3 separate regions of the Mus musculus genome follow, and regions 2 and 3 are each linked to region 1. A link is a contact called in public Hi-C and HiChIP or PLAC-seq data. All regions are on one chromosome and are shown on one strand. The core of a region is the stretch at or near the end of the contact, and the rest is flanking DNA. Distances in the headings are between cores, read along the strand shown.

Evidence for each region. A called contact is a pair of places that touch in the nucleus more often than the background predicts. HiChIP or PLAC-seq counts read pairs in DNA pulled down with a chosen protein or histone mark.
Region 2: a contact with region 1 is called in a Hi-C map of CD8 T cells, with 1.7 times the contacts expected there. The contact joins the enhancer-like site here to the promoter of Gtf3a in region 1. A contact is called at or near these places in 1 of 39 promoter capture datasets (neutrophils), 2 of 484 Hi-C or Micro-C datasets (CD4 T cells and CD8 T cells), 1 of 115 datasets of contacts at active chromatin or transcription factors (pancreatic cancer cells) and 1 of 9 other capture datasets (adipose tissue).
Region 3: an HNF4G HiChIP or PLAC-seq map of pancreatic cancer cells shows a contact between it and region 1. The contact joins the enhancer-like site here to the promoter of Gtf3a in region 1. A contact is called at or near these places in 8 of 39 promoter capture datasets (the 3T3-L1 cell line, 3T3-L1-derived adipocytes, the HPC-7 cell line and 5 more), 2 of 15 datasets of contacts at CTCF or cohesin (embryonic stem cells and large pre-B cells), 5 of 484 Hi-C or Micro-C datasets (ECoMG myeloid progenitors, the G1E-ER4 cell line, the HPC-7 cell line and 1 more), 12 of 115 datasets of contacts at active chromatin or transcription factors (CD8 T cells, the SCID.adh cell line, acute myeloid leukemia and 7 more) and 1 of 9 other capture datasets (adipose tissue).

Annotation. Positions count from the first base shown.
Region 1 is chr5:146,947,231-146,950,711 of GRCm38.p6, reverse strand. It overlaps Gtf3a (general transcription factor III A), which reads right to left and starts at 2,055. Exons shown (of 9, transcript NM_025652.3): 1 at 1,737-2,055; 2 at 79-179. The coding sequence starts at 1,931.
Region 2 is chr5:146,775,342-146,778,685 of GRCm38.p6, reverse strand. All of the region lies in intron 1 of Usp12 (ubiquitin specific peptidase 12), which reads left to right. Among named protein-coding and RNA genes, the nearest start is that of Usp12, 18 kb to the left of the region's middle. Within about 2 kb of position 1,280, at least 72 of the 459 cell types and tissues checked have an H3K27ac peak or open chromatin away from gene starts, as enhancers often do. A contact at or near this core is called in CD8 T cells, adipose tissue and pancreatic cancer cells, where this site is marked.
Region 3 is chr5:147,130,588-147,133,722 of GRCm38.p6, reverse strand. No RefSeq gene overlaps it. Among named protein-coding and RNA genes, the nearest start is that of Gm34994, 27 kb to the left of the region's middle. Within about 2 kb of position 1,277, at least 34 of the 459 cell types and tissues checked have an H3K27ac peak or open chromatin away from gene starts, as enhancers often do. A contact at or near this core is called in bone marrow-derived macrophages and pancreatic cancer cells, where this site is marked.

The sequences.
Region 1 (3,481 bases), core at 806-3,305:
CAGTCACCCTGCCAGGCCTACGTGCCAACCATAACCTACTCCAGTGGCCTGGCCTGGCCTGGCCAACCCCCTACTCACACAAACGGCTTTTCCCCGGTGTGAATCAGGACATGCCGGCTCAGATGGTAGTCTCTGATGAAGGCCTTGCCACAGCCCTCATAGTCGCAAACAAATGGCCTCTAGCAGAAAGGAAGGGGGGAGAAAAGAAAGTTTTTACATTAAAAAAAAAATGATTTCTGTTGGGGAAGGGGGGCATGTTTGCACCACGGCATACACGTGGAGGTCAGAGGACATCTTCCCAGAGTGACTTCTTTCCTTCTACCCTGTGAGGTCCCTAGGTCGGGCTGCAAGTACCCCTCTCACTGAGCCATCTCCTCAGCTCTGTGCTGTTAAAAGTCTGACTTGTGGCAGGCAACACCTCAGATTTCCCTCCAGAGACGTGTCCATTCAGAAAGGTGCCTGCCAAACACAGGCACTGTAGAACCAAGTTCCACATCAAAAACACCCCATCGTCCCACAAGTCACCGTGGCACACAGGCTATTGTTCTATGGATGTCCAGCATCTGATAGGCAGGTTAGCCTGCTCCTATGGGGTGCAGGCTTCCCCAGCAAACCCCTTTTCAAGGTGGCTTTGAACCCAGATAGCCTGTCTGCCCAGATCTCTGCTACAGCATCATTTTACAGCAAAGAGGCAGAGGAAAGGTTGCATCTCATCGCAGGTGACCTGTGTCCATACTAAGAGATAGCAGGCACAGAGACAGTTAAATGTGTCACAACAGCTGAAAAAGCTCACAGGTGCAAAGGCAACCGAAGGAAACAGCTCCCAGCCCCAAACACAATCTCCAAGTGGGACCCTGGAGGTGGGGAAGGGGATGCTGTCATGAATCCACAGTAAAGCTATATCATATCCTAACATCCAGTTCTGTGTTTCCCAACTATGGAAATAATCTGAAATACAGGAAAGGTGGCATCAAGCCTTCAATCACAGCCAGTGGACAGGAAGACACAAGTGAGCCACACTGCTCAGCACGGCGTCAAAGAACCTTGTTCAGATCCAGTCCCAGGGCAGGACCCGTACTAATCAAATTATTGTCGAGTTTGGAACAATAAACACAACTTCAAAGCCACGTGTGGTGGTGCACACCTTTAATACTAGCACTCTGGAGGCAGAGGCAAGTGGATCTTTGAGTTCGAGGCCAGTCAGGTCTACAGAGTGAGTTCAGAGTGAGTTACACAGAGAAACCCCGTCTCAAAAAAACAATGATAATAATGATGATGGTGATGAACCACAACTTTTAAGTGTCCACTAGAAAGCAAGCTCTGCCTCGGACACAGGGACAAAGAAAGGCCAAAATGTGGGAACAGAATGGTCAAAGAGAAACAGGGATAAAGTTACAAAGTATGTTATGAGGGACAACAGTGGGTTGGTAAGTCTGTCAAGAGATAGACCAGGGTACAACCAAATATAAGAACCAGGGTAAAGGGCCAAGCAGGAAGGCTTTTCCTGACCACCTTTACCCACAGCCTTAGTACCCGACCAAAGCCCGCCTGCAATTAAAAGGGTGCACACTTGTTGCTTGCAGGAAATCCTGACATCCTAGAATTCGGTCTTTGCAGAGCGCCTGCCCTGCCCTGCCCTGCCCTGCCCTGCCCTGCCCTGCCCTGCCCTGCCCCAGCCAAGCCCAGGACGCAGCCCCTGCGCCAGGCCCTGCCGTGCACACGGGCGGCCAGGTTACCTCCCCCGTGTGTTTGCATAGGTGCGCGTCTAGCTTCCAGGCTTTGTTGTAACTGGCGCTGCAGTCGGGAAAGGAGCAGATGAACCTGCTGGGCAGCGCGGGGCGCGGCGGCGCGGGGCCCTCACAGGCCCCGACGAACGCATCCGCGATGGTCAGCGACGACACCGCTTCCGCGACTGACACCCGCGGCTCCAGGGCGACACGATCGGGCCCGGGCTGACGCGGGGCAGCCACGTGCCGTCCCCGGGAACGCGGGACGCAAGCCACTGGCGCCCGGAGACTTTGAACTTCCGGGAACGCGGCCCGCTAAGGCTCCAGGCCCCGCCCCTTAGCCCCCCCCCCACGCGCGCCACGACTGCGCATGCTCCCAGAGGCCGTAGAGCCCGGTTGCACATGCGCATCCAGGACTCGTCCACGGCGAGAGGCAGCCAGGCTCTGGGCTCTGGTTTCGCGGCTTAGGGAAACGGAAGCGCTGCTTAAACGTCCCAAATATCAACCTGACATGACTTAAGGTGGCCTGTTTTTCACATTCCAGTTTTGCCCTCTGCATCCTGCCACTAGCCTCAGGACATGGTGAATCCCAAGCTTGTCTGCTCCTTCGAGTCACGTGGAATTTTTTTTCAAAATTCCGAAGCCCAGAACTTAACCAGGACCAATTAAACCTTAATTTCTGACAGCAATTGTGCTGGTGTTTTGTCAACTTTCCTTTTGTATCACTGAGTCCTCTAGTGTTTGACGCTGTTTTCAGTTGTGGGATTTCCTCTTTCCCTTATCTTGATTTAATCTCCGTAATGGCAGAGACTGGAAAATACCCTATTCGAATCCTCCCTGGCAAAGTGTAGTGCATCAATGAAGGGCAGAACCGATCTTTCTGCTAGTTGGATGACGACAACCATGGGAAATCTTAAAGCTTGTTTGTTTGTTTGTTTGTTTGTTTGGTTTTGGTTTTTCGAGACAGGGTTTCTCTGTATAGCCCTGGCTGACCTGGACTTCACTTTGTAGACCAGGCTGGCCTCGAACTCAGAAATCCGCCTGCCTCTGCCTCCCGAGTGCTGGGATTAAAGGCGTGCGCCACCACACCCAGCTTTTTTTTTTTTTTTTTTTTTTTTTTAATGAATATCTTTACTGAAGAAGGTTAAAATGTACTTTATTCCAGTCAAACTAATCTACAAGAAAAAGGATTGAATGGAGGGCGGTCTCAACACTGTTGACAGGTCATTCTCTGTGCGGCCCTGTTGGGATCTCATGCTCACGGCCCCCTCTGCTCCTTGTAGTCATGCCCCATGCGCATGTGCAGATTGCTGGCCGGCTCTTCCTTCCTTCCAGTCCCTCTTCCCCTTTCTCACTCTCTTGTCTGCTCTACCCCATCAGCGGACACTCTTCTTTCAGCTCCAGTCTTCTGTCTCTCCTTTTCCCTGAAGATGAGCTTCTAGAAGATTCTGAGATCCCACCCCTGTGACCATTGTTTTCCAAGGATTTTGGTCTCAGTCAAGCAGCCTGGACTTCTTCATCTTCTTTTTCTCCTCCTGCTTGATAACCCTGGTTAGACAATATGGGACCCAGCCAGGATTCAGGTTCTTTCCAGACCCTAACATACCAGTTTCGGGAATGGGGAGTGTGTTTGGGGGAGGGGGGCAGATTGTGAGTCATGAACATGGACAGAACTAGCCCAGTAGTGGTAGTGCATGGCTTTAACCCCACACAGGAGGCAGAAACAGGTGGATCTCTGAATTCAAAGCCAGCTT
Region 2 (3,344 bases), core at 31-2,530, 170 kb after region 1:
GGTCAGGTATTGCTTCATCTGTATTGTAGCTTTAGTTTGATGGAAAGAGTTCTAACCTCTGTTAGAAGCAAGACAGTGCATCTTGAGACAGTGCATCTTGGATTTGCCTGCTGTCCACCAAGGGGGAAAACTCCCTGGGAAGTATCAGAGCTTTGACAGTTGCTTGGGGAGATTGGCCATTCGGAGGGAAGTGCAAGATCTGTTAACTGCAATCATTGTGAGTCTCATCGGTCTGCAGAGAATGAGGTATGAAGCCCGTGTAGATAGAGCAGATTTTTAGAAAACAAGACAGGCGCTCCTGAAGCAGAAGCGGGGCCACAGAGGTTGAGGTGCAGGCAGCCGGGGATGTCGGGGCTACGTGGCTTTTTAAGTGGCTGCAGGGCAAGTGAGCAGCAGTGGGGACTCAAGCGGGAGCGATCTCCTGGTGCACAAGATGATGGGGGCATCCAGAGCCAGCTCCACCATAAGCTACTGCAGCTAAGGTCATCAAGTGAGGGGCCTCGACCTACTGCTCCAGCTTGTCCAGACTGCGGGCATTGCCAGACAGTCCAGGGCCCCAGATGTCTCAGTACACCCACCCTGCTTCATGATGATATAACTCATGAGTGCGTGCGTGCGTGCGTGCGTGTGTGCATGTGCACTGAACATGCAGAGGACATCCTCAGCTGGAATTTAGTCAGGCACTATGCACTTGCTTTTTTGGGAGGGATCTTGGGGCAGGGCCTTTCAGTGACCTGGAGCTCAACAAGTAGTGGGCCGCCTGTGTCTATCTCCCAATGCTGGCATTATAGCACACTCCACCACACCGTGTTTTTCTTCTATTTAGCTTCCTCTTCATTTTGAGGCAGAATTTCTGTAGTCCTGGCTGTCCTGAAGCTTGCTATGTAGACCAGGCTGGCCTCAGATACACAGATCTGCCTGCCATGTCCCCTGTCCTCCCAGTGCTGGGTTAAAGGTGTGTACCACTGTGCCAGACTTTTCTTTTCTTTTCACATGTGGTTTCTGTGAATTGAACTCAGCTCCAAATAGATTGTTTGGTAACCACTAAACTGACTGAGCTGTCTCCACAGCCCATATCTCCACTTCTTACCCAAAAAGAGTAGTGGGGTTTACTTACTAACACCGTCTAATGTGGAGTCCATGTTTCAGTAGCTCAGGTTTTACCAGCACGCCTTGTGTGGTCTTTTGTTCTTTGGAGTCATGGTCCAGCAGTGACTCGAGCTGTTGATTTCGTTGCTGTGTCTCCATTAACCTAGTACAGCCTCCTCTTTCCTCCATGGCTGCTGAGCAGGCAGGCCGTTGTCACACCAGTGAGGGCTTGCAGGGTTTGTTTGAATGTTTCCTGTGGTCTTTAAATGTGCTCCTTTGCCCTTTGATTTACTGTAAAGTGGAAGTAGGTGCAAAGGCTCGGGGTATTCTGGGAAGAATGCTCGGTGACTCACCGTGGGACAGAGTTGGGAGAACTACCACTGCGTCCAGATGGAGACCGCAGGCGTCTTCCCTGTAAGCCAATTGCTTTGCTTCCAGATAGCCAGTCATCGGCTTGCCCCTTTGCCAGCCCCTTCCACAGGGCATCCATGAATAGAAGAAACAGACAGTAATTGGTTATTGAGTCAACAGCCAGCTACAACCCTGAATAAGCACTCCAGCGTGACATTTAAGACAAACAAATAGGGCAGATCAGTAAAGGAACTCAGCACAGCATGTGTGGGTAGGACGTGCCCACTGGCTACCTACAGTAAGACTGGACACTGGGGCTAGAGCATTGACTTTTAAAGTATAGGAGCTGCCCTTCAACTTCAGTCCCTGAGAAGGCGGAGTGAATTAGGGCTGTGCCACCCCACGAGACCTAACGACAGGTGGTAACTGCCCAGGCCATGTGCTGAGAAGCAATTCAGGTTCTTGTGCGTACTAGTCACTTTCATATTGGATGGACAATTTTCCCAGGTTTGTGAATGGAGGCTACTCCATTGTGGAGACTGTATTAATCCGATCAGAAGTTTTAGGAAAATTGCAAGTGTGAGAGTTGCCCAGACATTCTCTACTGGCTATTTGCATTTTGTTAAATCTGCTTTGCAAATAGGATGTTTGCACGCACTCCATCTCTCTGGACCATCTATAGTTTCTTTCATACCCCTGCCAGCGGTTTTGGTTTCATTTGACCTTGAGATGATGAGAGGGACAAGCCAGTCATTCTGCAGGTTGTCCCTCAGGTGGGCTTGGTTGATGCTCCTTCAGGATTAGATTCATGTCATGCATACTTTTCCCAAGTACAAATACTGGTTCATCAGGCTTTTCCAGTGTGAAGTCACTGCTGTGTTTTACTTTGAAATTAATTTCTGGGGAGATACTTTTGAGATGACCGTAAATATACTGTTTCGCATCATTTTTATTCATTAGGTTTAGGGTTTTCTGCGTGCGGTTGGCAGTTCATTTTAAGAAGGAGGGTTCCCTCCACTCATTTGTTCACGTCCTTCAAGCAACATGGACTTTGCCTGTATAGACTGATCCGTGTCTGTAGTCTATAGCATTGGTAGTGAAAGTGCAGATTGCCCCGCGTGGTCAGCAGGCGTCAGCGGCTCTGTGCTCCTTGTCCTGCTCTGTATTTCTCTGTAACTGTCTATCCCTCCCCCTGCCCCCTGCAACCCCCTGCCTGTGGAGAAAGGTGCTTAGAAACAGGTGTGTCCCCCCTTCTCTTCCTCCTTCCTTCCCCTCACCTCCCCATCCTCTTTTCCTCTCTTTCCCTTCCTTCCTTTCCCTCCCCTCCCCTCCCCTCCCCTCCCCTCCTTCCTGTGAATTTATCATAATTTCAAATGAAGTTAGTATTACAGACTGCTTTGGAAGCATTCTCGCGGTAGCGCTGAGGCCCGGCGTAACTTTGCTGTTCTCCTGGCTGGAGAGCTGGAGAGTCACTGATCTCTTAGAGCAGGTGAACATTTTGAAGTGTGAAAAATTTAAAATGTTTGGATTAGTTCTATCTAAAGAATTTTTTTATTACAGAGTGAAGAAAGAATATGATTAAGAAAAATGTCTTAGGGCTTCACTGAGAATACTGATTCTGTTATATATAAAATTGGGATCTCTAAAGAGTTTGTTTTGAGGATTAAATTCCAAAAATTTAAGGTAATGTATATGAAGTTCTAGGTGTAGATTTTTTTCTTTTTGAAATATTTACAAATTGTATCTGCCTGCCTGCTTTCGTGTGGGTATGTTCGGTGCTCGTGGAGAACAGAAGAGGGTGTCACATGCCCTGGAACTGGGGTTCTAGGTAGTGAGACATCTGACGTGGGTGCTGGGAACTGAACCTGGGGCCTCTTCGCTGCAGAACCAGCTCTGCAACCCCC
Region 3 (3,135 bases), core at 28-2,527, 180 kb before region 1:
ATAACAGCCGTTCTCTGTTCCCTGGCCCCGGGCAGAGCGTATTCCTGTCGCTTTAGCTCCACAGCATAGAGTCCAGTAGAAGCTCTCAGTCGCGAACTTCATTTCTCAAATTACATCACTAGAAGCCTTCTGCCTCAGCTTGAGAACTGAAGGAGCAACAAGAAGACAACCAACTGGTGCAGGATTCCCAATTCGTAAATACACATGAGCCGGCAAGCATTAAGTTAGGGTCTTAAGGCCGCAACACATGCCCTTAATCAGAAGACTAAAGAGCCTGAAAAAGTGGCTTTGATACTCTGTAAGTTTGTGGTCCTCTTAACCAGTTAAAAATACAGGGGCTGGAGAGATGGCTCAGACGGTCAGAGCACTGGCTGCTCTTGAAGAGGACCTTGGTTCGATTCCCGGCACCCACATGGCGGCTCACAACGGCCTGTAACTCCAATTGCAGGGAGTCCAGCGTCCTCTTCTGGCCTCTGCAGGCACTGCATTCATATGGCACACACCTACATCTAGGCAAATGCCCATATCATATTTGTATATCATAATGTAAAAATAAATTTAAAACAATTTTTTTTTGAGGCAAAGCCTAGGTGTCATGGAACTCAGTCTTTAGACCAGGCTGGCCTTGAACTCACAGAGATCCACCTGCCTTTACTTCCCAAATGCTGGGAGTTAAAGGCGTGCTCTACCATGCCTGGCTAAAAAAAAAAAAAAAAAAATTAAGGTTGCATAGAATTCTTCTTACATTAATTCACCTTTCTTTTTTCTTTTGAGCAGAGTCTCGCAGTGGGGCAGGCTTGGCCTAGAATTGACAATCCTCCTGCCTCCTCCCCTGGAATGCTGGGATTGTCTGCTTATTCATCTCATCACTTATTCAGGGACAGTATAGACTGAGCATGGCACAGCACTAAACACTGAGGTTAAACTGTCCTGGGTCTGGTTCCACTCCTAATATTGAAACCACCACCACCACCACCACCACCATCACCACCAGCAGCAGCCCTATTCTGGGACTGGCTGGACAAACCCTGCCCCACACTGATGGCACAACACAAAGACCCTGGCCCAGAAGAGTGGCACCTGCTAAAGAGAGCACTAGGCTCTCTCTCTCTCTCTCTCTCTCTCTCTCTCTCTCTCTCTCTGTGTGTGTGTGTGTGTGTGTGTGTGTGTGTGTGTGTGTGTGTAAGAGAGAGGCACTCAGTCAAACCCAGAGGGGAACAGTTTGGAATTTAGAAGGCTGGGGAGCCAGAAAGGGCAGGACTGAGAGACAAAAGTGTTCAGAATGTGCACAGCCGGGTGGTGGTGGTGGGGGGAAGGTGCCCTTTGTGGCAATAAGGTGTTACTCAGCGATCCCAGCATTTTTCTCTGTACGAATTCATGTGGCAGAGATTGACAGCTTTCTTATTATAAGTCTCTTTGTTAATAGACTGAAAACCCCAATCTCTGGCCCCAAAATGACTTCTAAGCTTCTCACCCTATGTCTCATAAGGCCAAAAAAATCACATCCCCAAACTAAGTAGCAGCTCACCCTGGCTTTTCTGCCTGGCTCTGCTGTGAGTCACTCAAATGGTCACAAGGGACCAAGGGCCTCCTCACCAGAGCCCTTCCTTGTTAACCATTTTGTGAGCATGCTTCATGTGTTCTATGAGTCACACAGTCTGTGATGTGTGTGTGTCCTCTGTGGACTGAGGACCACATTTCAGAGGCTCGGGGGAAACCTCAGGAATGGTGATGGAACCTAGCCGTGCCCAGACCAGTGGCCAGGTTGGGGGACACGGCTTGTAATGTGTCCTGCTTGTAACGGAGACCTGTGCACCCTAGATGGTATGCCCTCCCATCTCCATGATCCCACCCACCCACACACACACACACACACACACACACACGTTTACATATATATTAGTATTATTCTGAATCTGCTCTGCTCGCCAAGACTATGGAAGAAGGTATCAAAAGCTTTTATTTCAACTTGAGTATGAGAGAGGTAATGGTAGGCACAGTTATTGAAGCCTAATTCTCTGATTTATAAATTTTCTTCAGCTAACAGCAAAAGTTTGGTTGAGTGAATTCCATCCATGTGTCCCACTGTGTAACTCAGGAGGAGCCAAGGCTATGGGAAGGAGGGTTGGGCAGCAATCTAGGTAAGTGTGGACTTGGGCCTCGCAGGACAAGAGCTCTGTCCCCAGCACCGTTCTCCCTCCACACTCACCCCTGCCTAACTGTTCCATCTCCTAACATTCAGGGAGGAAAACATGATGAGATGCCAGGGTTTTGCTTGTGTGCTTATAAAACACAGACTGCACAGCACTGCCAGCCTTATGGGAACAAGCATCCTGCCTCTCTCTCTCTTTTTTCCTTTTTAGATTTATTTTGATTACTTTATATGTGTGTGTTGTGGCTGCATGTATGTTTGTGGAACACGTGCATGCCTGGTGCCCGAGAAGATGGCAAACCTCCATATCCGTGCTGGGAATCAGGTCTTTCACAACAAGTGCCCTTAACCACTGAGCCCAGGAATGAGCATTCTTTATAAGACCAGAACACACATTTTTAAAAATTTGTCTGAGATAGGGTCTCACTGTGTGGTCCCAGCTGACCTGGAACTCGCTATGTGATCAAGGCTGGTCTTAAACTCAGAGAAAGATCTCCCTGCTTTGCCTCCCAAGTGCTCAGACCAAAGCACTTAAGATGCTTGTGGCCACTGCATCTTAAGAACACACATTTGACACTTACTCTGCAGCTCAGATGGCCTGGGACTCACACTGTAGTCCAGGTTGGTCTTGGACTCAGAATAATACTCGTTTGCCTCAACCACACAGGGGCTGGGATTACTCCTGACTTCAGACTATAAATTACAATATTCTTCTGCTGGGGGTGGTGGCAGTAACCAGAATCTTTTTTTGTTTCCAGAGGGAAAGAACCCCCCCCCCCCAATGTGTTTTCTAAACACACATTGGAGGCATATGAGCAGAGAGAGCTGTCTCTCTGCTCAGCCCAGGGCACCAGCCCATGATGGGGTTTGGGCAGCAATAGGGATGTGGGTCAATGAACTGCCACAAATAAAAGTAGGTTTTGTGTGTGTGAGTGTGTGTGTGTGTGTGTGTGTGTGTGTGTGTGTGTGTGTGTATGTGAGGG